3 separate regions of the Danio rerio genome follow, and all the other regions are linked to region 1. A link is a contact called in public HiCAR-type and Micro-C data. All regions are on one chromosome and are shown on one strand. Each heading gives the region's core, a stretch centred on a gene start, on an enhancer-like site or on the middle of the called end of the contact. The rest is flanking DNA. Distances are from core to core; before and after follow the strand shown. Region 1 holds the start of kitlga (kit ligand a). Region 2 holds the start of rlig1 (RNA 5'-phosphate and 3'-OH ligase 1). Region 3 holds the start of tmtc3 (transmembrane O-mannosyltransferase targeting cadherins 3).

Region 1 (2,998 bases), core at 349-2,848:
TAAAGTCACCAGAAAAGAACATAATACAATATGATTATATATATGAGTTTATATAAAATAAATATTTTACCTAAATTGCTACATATGAAGTTAGCAAATGTCATAGGCAAAGTTGTTGTTTTTTTGTTTTTTTTTTGTAATGAGCACTTTCATAACTATAACAAAATAAAACCTATGAACTGTGAATTGAAGGTGATACATGCTGTGCTTCCACATCGAAACCTTTTCGAATGAATTGTAAGAGGAAACATTTCTCTGTGCCTCAGAAATCCAAAAACAACTATGAACTTTGTGCTGTAGATATTAAAAACAGACACTGACTTCTGCATGCTATATCAGGCTACTATTGGGTATTAAATCATTTTTAAGTTTTTACAAACAGGAAATCATGCTCAATTTTTGTATGATTATGTATTTGAAAACAATTCAGATGAGACTGACATTTATTGGCTTTAATTATACAGTTTAATTCAATTATGTGTTTGAATTGTAACTTAAAGAGTGATTGACTTTTTTTAAATAGTGATTGTTAGAATATTCCAAGTATGCATATTGCTTCCTTACATTAAAATGTTCCGAATATTAAAGCTAATGCCTAGAGCAAAATTCAACTTTGGAAAGAATCTAGTTCATATTTACATATGAATATGGGCTTTTGGTGTCTACTAGTCTTACCTTCAAGTAACTCTTCTTAACTAGTGGGTAACTTTATTAAGAATTACATTCTCCCTTACTAGCTAGTTTTAGCCCGAATACTGCTGTAGATGTCACTGTTTACCTCAGTGTTGGCAGACGTCTGTCAGATTCGACTATACATGTCACACAAACTAGAGATACGGACACATTTGAGCTGCATGTTAAATGAAATATAAGGTTAGTATGAAACTAAAAAATGCATGTGAGGATGAAACGGAGGGTATTATTTTAATGTTACACAGTATTCCCTGTTAACAAAAACTTTGACCGGTCAGCTGCGCTTCCATTATAATAACAGAATTAAAATAAATTATTCGTTTGCGTCAAGACGTTTGGATAAATCGTGTGTAATGTAAGGTAAACGTTTTCCAGAACAATCACTAATGATTTGTGTAACGCCTCAGGGTGAAAAAAAGCACCGCGCAGCAGATAGCCTACTTTACAACAAAACATATCGCAAACTATTTGCAGTCTGGACGAGCCGTAAACAAGCGACTAAATTCTGCGAAAATAAGCAGGAAAACATATCCATTAAATAAATCTCGGTTGGACGTTTAGATGGTGATTGTGAAATCGATTGAGTGAGACACAGGGCAGTAGACTGAGAGAAACTGAGGTGGGCGGGTGTGCGCTCGAGTCACGATAAAAAGGCTTTGCTCTTGGGAAAAAACTCTTGATTCTTTCCGCAGCCTTCCGTTCTCCATCGTGCGGCATGAAGCGTCTACCTGGATACTTACCATCATTACGCAAATTTAGGTGACTTTCTTTCCCTCCCGACTTGGATTCTACTTTATGATGATTTTGGATATGTACCTTTGGGATGAAGAGAACCCTTTCCCTGCCCGCAGAAGTAAGATAAAATAGGGTTTCGCTGACATTGGAGTTACTCCTCTCGTTCCATATGAAGAAGTCAAACGTAAGTGAATGGCTTTTGCTTCAACGCGACTCATTTATTGTGAGTCACATGCGACTTGCATTTGTTTGTCACTGTATTGTGCGTGCAGAAATGCACTGTTTGAAGACGGGAGGGAATATAGCTAGTGTGTTTTATATTACAAAAAAGGCGTTTAGCTTGATGCATAGTTTGTCATTTTTGGGCGCGTAATGCGCACGAAAACGAATTGTGCGCACTTAATTGGGCTAGAGCGGGTTGCCTATTTGGAAGTAGCAGCAGAATGGTTTATTTTTGTATTAAATTGACTTGTCGTTAAGTACCACAAACACGCTTTCTCATCCCGCACAAGCGAGCGTCGTTAAAATAATGTTTGTTTCCATTCCAGAGATCTTGTCAGAATCACTTTTAATCACTGTAGGTTTCTCACTGAATTTTGGTGGAAATTGAGCAAAAGTGTAAACGATCGATGCAACTTTCTAAAACAATTACCACAGGCATTATACTCAATTTTGTTGTTGTTGAATAAAATGAGTTTACAATAGTCTAATCAAATGTTCGACGTGAAATGTTTCATTTTGTTGACGGAGCGTTCATTTTGAGAATAGTATATTCGTGATAGTCATGAAAATTTAAACTTAATCATGTGTCGGAAGATATGAAGTCTTTGAAAAAGAGATAAGAGTATATAACACTGATATAAAACAACACGACCTCTGGACTTTTACGCAGGTGCTTAACCCAAAAGAAAATCTACATGCAGCTATATTTTGTGAGAACAAGATTTCCTGATACATTCCTCCCTGTCTTGGACATGTTGTACAACGGGAAATAAGCCAGTGGAAATGGTTTTCATTGACTGGGGGTGGGAGTATTTACTCAAAATTCATCAATAACGCTGCCCCTCTTTGCTTTTTTAGTGAATGTACACTTTTTGCAGCTTGTTTTTTTTTTTTTGTATACTGTAAATTAAGATTCACCTAAGGAGGCAAAAGATATTTGACATGTGCTGAGATATTTCCACTGTTACTTAAAGAAGACTAAGTCCATGATGTATGAAGAGCAGATTCACCTTGCACCTTTTTTGCTCAATTGGGAATGTTTGTTTCTTGGGAGTACGGCAGCTTTAGTATGATAAATTGACATGTGGTCTCTAGGGTTTTACTGAGATGTAGGGTTTTTGAAGACTTCATTTGTCCTTTTGTTGCATTTTTGCCCTTTTATTGATATATAGTAAAGGAGAAACAGAACATGAAGGGAGTGAAAGGGAACACGACCGAGGCTGGAATTGAACCCTGCTCTCCCATGGGCATGATAGATCAAAATGTTAGTGCATCCACACCGACAGCAAGGCTGCAATTTCAGTAAAGTAATTCACATGCAGTGTTTTTACCTGTCAGTATATTTAAT
Region 2 (2,998 bases), core at 362-2,861, 210 kb after region 1:
AGCATCAAAATGGGGGAAGAAAGATGATTAAAGTGACTTTGAAGGTGGCATGGTTGTTGGTGCCAGACGGGCTGGTCTGAGTATTTCAGAAACTGCTGATCTACTGGGATTTTTATGCTCAACCATCTCTAGGGTTTACAAAGAATGGTCCGAAAAAGAGAAAATATACAGTGACATCAGAGGAGAATGGCCAGACTGGTTCGAAAGGCGACAGAAACTCAAATAACCACTCGTTACAAAAGAGGTATGCAGAAGAGCATCTCTGAATGCACAACACATCGAACCTTGAAGCAGATAGGCTACAGCAGCAGAAAAACCCCACTGGCTGGTGGTAATGGTGTGGGGTATATATTCTTGGCACACTTTGGGCCCATTAATACTAACTGAGCATCGTGTCAGTGCCACACCCTACCCGAGTATTGTTGCTGCCCATGTCCATCCCATTATGACCACAGTGTACTCATCTTCTAATGGCTCCTTCCAGCAGGATGACACGCCATGTCATAAAGCGTGAATCATCTCAGATTGGTTTCTTGAACATGACAATGAGTTCACTGTACTCTGATGGCCTCTACAGGTACCAGGTCTCAATCCAATAGAGCATATGGGATGTGGTGGAACGAGAGATTTCCATCATGGATGTGCAGCTGACAACTCTGCAGCAACTGTGTGAAACTATCATGTCAATATGGACCAAAATCTCTGAGGAATATTTCCAGTGCCTTGTTAAATCCATGCCACAAAAGATTAAGACAGTTATGGAGGCAAAGGTGGGTCTAACCTGGTACTAGTAAGGTACACCTAATAAAGTGGCTGGGGGGTGTATAGAGAGAGAGATGTTTGATATAAGCATCTGCCAAATGACTGGATGTAAATATATGATATTAATGTTTAAATCAACAATAAATCAACAACAAACATTTCACAAATGTTGACTTATTTAGGATCCAGATTGTACCATTGAATGTGGTGACATAGCAGCATGTCCCGTCAACCTTCTCAGTGGCTGCAGCACAGTGGACATCTGATGCCAGAGCAGCAGGGCTCACATTCTCAGTAGCCACAACCTGAAACTGCTGAACGGGCAGAAGAGGATGAGAGCATGTCAGATCAGCTAACAATCAAACCTATACACTATCCTCATCAACAACTAATTTCCATTCATTGTTGCTTTAATAGTTTAATGTGATTAAATAGCACTATTACCACAGTCACTTTTTATACGTGCTTTTTTAAATAAACGTATTGTCTACATTCTGACGGTGTCTCTGTGATGCGCGAGTTAAAATAAAATAACTACAAAGCAGTGATATTGACAGTAGGCAATGCCTATTTAGTAATGTTTTCCCTAGCTCATAATCACTTTAGTGATTTAATATAACGTGTACACTGACGAAAAATACAGATTCTTTTTCACCCACCTGACAGTCGCGTTTTCTGGATGGTTCGTCTCTCACTTCCGTCAGGAAAACGCATGGAATCTTCTGCTGCACTGAACCCAGACGCCGCATTATTACCGCTGTTGATCAGCTCGATTGTCAAGTTGCTTTGCAGAATTACTATGGACTGATGACATCAACACATTTTCAGATCAGCCATGCGCCCACTGCTATTTTGTTCAGATTTCCTCTCGTTCCTTAGTGTGTCATGTTCTGATCTTTGTCGCCATCTATTGGAACGGAGACTTTTCATAATGGCGCAATGTGACTTGTTTAAAACTACATCTGTTTTAAATTGTACTTTCAAATAGTTGAACTCAGAAATAAACGAAGGCTGCTTTAAAATAACAAGCTCTATTCTGCATGGAGCGTGTCGTCTAAGGGGAGCGCCATGTTGACTCTCGACTTTTGCTTATTTTTGTAAGTTTTGAATGGAAAATAAATATGTCCAGTTCAGTTAAAGAGATAGTTTACACACAAACTTAAATCTGCCCCAGCAAATGCTTATTTATTTATTTTTAGCTGAAACTGTGGTCTTTGTTGAAATTTAAAATGCCGCTCGCTTGGTTTGTCACGGTTGTGGATGATTAACTGCATCATTGAAAAAAAAAAAAACTAAAGTGCATCCGGAAAGTATTCATAGCGCTTCACTTTTTCCACATATGCACACTCTATACATATACATGATACACTCCATACTCCATACATATACAGACATGATACACTGCATACTATACCTATACACAAGATACACTATACATATACACTATATATTGTGCAACCCCCAAATTCATCAATATATTTTTTTCAAATCCCATGCCAAAAAAGTATTGTGTTTAATAAATCTCTCATGAAAACAGAAACTGTAATGCCAACAACTTTAATTACAGAGAGTCTGCAGACAACCCTAAGTGCAAGAGCATCATATGCATTAATGACTTCTCATTAAATAGCATTCTGAATGTTGTCATGCCCTTCAAGAGCACTCCATTAAGCCTATTGAGTAAATATGTACCAGAGCGCGCACACACACGCACACACACACGCACGCACGCACGCACGCACACACACACACACACACAATTGTCATTTTCAGTAATATAATTTCATCTTTTGTACCATGTAACTTCATTTAGGCCAGAAAACACCTGATCCAGGCATACGATAAGCAATCCAGTGCAAAAGTGATGCGCTCCATTGGTAACATCCAGAAGAGACCTGAGGTAGGTCAATCAGTATCAAAGTCAATCAGTATCAACACACTAAAACTTTTATTTGCTATCTCCATCAGGTTTCATGCAGAAGGGCTCCAGCCGCTCACTCTCGGGCAGCATGTTGTTGAGGCGCTCCATGAGTGGTACAGTCTGGTCGATCCCCATCTGAATACGTCTCAGAATCATCGACATCTCATTGACCTTTTGGATCTGCTCGGCGTATTTGGCGTACCGCTTTTGCCTTTCCTGCATGATGCTGAACAGCGCCTCGACTGACAGGTCCATCTGACAAAAAAAACACACACACTATTTAGTATCTTGGATGTGCTTTCTGAAATTGTTTTG
Region 3 (2,998 bases), core at 251-2,750, 140 kb after region 1:
TTTAGTGTTTTTGAAATAAATGAAGACAGCAGAAGTCTAAAATTCGTTTAAATTATTTAGCCTCACGTTTACTGCTCCAAAATACTTTAAATGTTTCTCAAATGAAAATATATAGTGTACAAAGGGGAAAATGTTTTGTTTTTTACCCAGACATTTAAAAAGAATATATTTTAGAGCAATAATCTCCATACCGCGACACCGCAAAACTGTGATATTTATATCCAAGGTTATCATACCGTCAGAATCTTATACCAGCCCATGCCTATTAATATGACTTCAAAACAACATCAGACCTATTTAACTGTGACTGTGAACCATGTTGTACTTTGATTGTCATTAGATGTTAAATTAATTTTAAAATTTAGAGTTTGCGAAAAATGATTTTGTGAAATTAAATTACTAAGGAGAGAGTAAGCACCGGAGCACCCGGAGGAAACCCACACCAACACGGGGAGAACATGCAACTCCACACAGAAATGCCAACTAGCCCAGCTGGGACTCGAACCAGCGACCTTCTTGCTGTGAAGCAACAGTGTTCAATTATATTATTTATGTTTAATACATTTTCACTATTTAAGGTTCCTGTAATTTTGATGTGGTTTTATCATTGTGATTGGTTTTGTTTATTTTACATAAAGCTGAAAGAAAATGTTAGAACCTCTAAATGAAAACTAGAATTGATACAGGTAAATGTATTTTTTGTTAAATTATCAAAATGACTACAATTTACTTGAAGCATACTAATGAAGTAACTAATTGAAACATAAAGAAATACTATAACAGTGTTTAGATAATACTAAAACAATAATGAGAAGTAAATGTACTTTGTGAATGTTTTAGACCAGATCGGACATATAAATAAATAAACATACATACAAATACATAATCGTCAATCTTTCAATATTTCATTCATTTCGATGACCTTTTCCATCCCTGGAAAACCTTTTAAAAGCCTCAGAAATTGTATATAACCTTTCTAAAACAAGTTTATATTAGAATACTGCATTACGTCCTTAAGCAGCTACGAAATGCAGCAATAAAAGAGCAGATTAATCGCAGTAATAATGGGATAATCTGTGTGGACTGAGCGGAGCAGAGAGGGCGCAGCCTCACAGATCATATGCTATCAGTTAGCATTTGTTTTACATTCAGATCAATCGATTAATTAACACATTACAGTCAGAAAATAAAACATCGACACAACAACCAAGCGTAAAAAATAAGCTACATTTTAGTGAAAATAAAAAGACAACTGGACACATAAAAGACTGCTGGGTTTAAAGAACAAACATAACTTCAGCTGTGCTTTTAGCATTCACTGGTTTCAGTCATTTCACAATATCTTCTCTGTCAGCAGTCATCGCTAGGATGTAATTAAAGCAACTCACCTTGTCATGTCTGGGGAAAAGCTAAATGAAAAGAGAATATGTTTGTTTATGTTGACTAAAGCAGCAAGTTCGATCCACGGCATTGAATTAACAGAGTCCAACAACTGCTTCCGGGTCAAAATGCCTGGCACAACAAAAGTAGGGAATTACAGAGTAGCCGTTCGCGGATTTTGTGTTTCTGTAATGCCATTTCAAATAACGTATAGACACAGATAGATATATGGTTTTAGTTGTGATTCCCTTATAATGAATGGACCGCGTATAAAGGAAATATTTTTTTTAAAAAGAATCCAAACAGAGACAATTTTACGACGTTACGTTTTACGACTGTTTTCCTTGTTGCCTAGCAGCAGCGGGAGCGCAAGAGGAACCCAAGATGGCTTAATAAGGTCTGAAAACGTTATTTTCAGTGTCTTTAGTTTCACAAATATGTGTAAAAGTTGACATTAAGACGTGTTCAAATTTAGGTTTATGCTAACGAACAAAACCAACCCAAATACGAGCAATTGCATGCATTTCTAATTATCGACATTGTGAGAACTAACTAACGTTATATGTCTGGCTAATATATTTAGCATGGCGTTTTGTCGTGTATTTATTATTCTGCTATGACTCTTTTGTGCTGTGACGGTATATGGTGTTGTTTTCAATGAGAAGTCCGTGTGAAGAAATAAACTACATTCGTTTTGCATGTTGTCTGTAGGTAGAAAAAGACTGGCAATCTCAGCATCAGTTGTTCAGTTCAGCTCTGGGGGACATTTGCAGCTGACCTGAAGAATGCCTGCGGCCGCAGACTGGCGGCTCCTCATGGGAATGGATCCAGAGGATCTGGGGGATGAGGATGAGAAGATCTGTGATTTGATTTTAATGGTAATCTGACACGTTTGAGGCACACTAATTGTGAGGAGTGTAGCTAGATGTTACAACAATCTGCAACTACAATACAACAATCTGGAGTTGCAATTATTAAAGAAACACTTATATATATATATATATATATATATATATATATATATATATATATATATATATATATATATATATATTTTTTTTTTTTTTTTTTTTTTTTTTTATATTTTTTTTTTAATGATCACACACACAATATGTGATCATTAAAAAATGTATTTTAGACTCAACATTCTTGAATAGAATTATGGTTGTGTAAATTAGTGTTTCTGAAACACATTCCTGTGGGACCACCATCATTGCATGTTTTGGGTGTCACACTCATAACAGATAGAGGTAAAGTTGGTTTTATATTTGGATATTGAGACATTCTCATTAGTAATATAATTTAGATAACTTCTTTGCAAATTTTTAATAGAGAAATCTTATTAGCAGCAAATAACTATCAAAGTACAGCATTGTTCACAGTGAATTAGATAGTGTTAATGTTGATTAGGAGTCATACGAATATTCAAAGTAACATGGTAAACAATTTAGGGACTTCTAAATGAACGAATGTGCGAAAAGAAAACCAACTTTACCTCTATCCATTACAGGCCTTTCAGTCTACTAATGAGCTAATGATTTGAATTTGGTGTGTTTGGTTAAGAAAACATGGAAAATGTGCAAGGCTGGTGGTCCTCTTGGAACGTGGTTGAGAAACA

Evidence for each region. A called contact is a pair of places that touch in the nucleus more often than the background predicts. HiCAR-type assays count read pairs that join an accessible place to other places.
Region 2: a HiCAR-type map of caudal fin shows a contact between it and region 1, with 4 times the contacts expected there. The contact joins the promoter of rlig1 here to the promoter of kitlga in region 1. A contact is called at or near these places in 2 of 4 datasets of contacts at active chromatin or transcription factors (caudal fin and embryo).
Region 3: a Micro-C map of caudal fin shows a contact between it and region 1, with 2.7 times the contacts expected there. The contact joins the promoter of tmtc3 here to the promoter of kitlga in region 1. A contact is called at or near these places in 2 of 18 Hi-C or Micro-C datasets (caudal fin and an unstated tissue) and 3 of 4 datasets of contacts at active chromatin or transcription factors (caudal fin, embryo and gastrula embryo).

The regions. Positions count from the first base shown.
Region 1 is chr25:19,112,318-19,115,315 of GRCz12tu, reverse strand. It overlaps kitlga (kit ligand a), which reads left to right and starts at 1,598. Exons shown (of 9, transcript NM_001018123.1): 1 at 1,598-1,612. The coding sequence starts at 1,598. All of the region lies in intron 2 of LOC141380951 (a long non-coding RNA gene), which reads right to left.
Region 2 is chr25:18,901,221-18,904,218 of GRCz12tu, reverse strand. It overlaps rlig1 (RNA 5'-phosphate and 3'-OH ligase 1), which reads right to left and starts at 1,611. Exons shown (of 7, transcript NM_001008606.1): 1 at 1,422-1,611; 2 at 959-1,076. The coding sequence starts at 1,511. borcs5 (BLOC-1 related complex subunit 5) reads right to left here. Exons shown (of 6, transcript NM_001007052.2): 5 at 2,761-2,938; 6 at 2,304-2,657. The coding sequence ends at 2,572.
Region 3 is chr25:18,975,065-18,978,062 of GRCz12tu, reverse strand. tmtc3 (transmembrane O-mannosyltransferase targeting cadherins 3) reads right to left here and starts at 1,500. Exons shown (of 14, transcript XM_001922451.9): 1 at 1,389-1,500. It overlaps cep290 (centrosomal protein 290), which reads left to right and starts at 2,166. Exons shown (of 52, transcript NM_001168267.1): 1 at 2,166-2,258. The coding sequence starts at 2,166.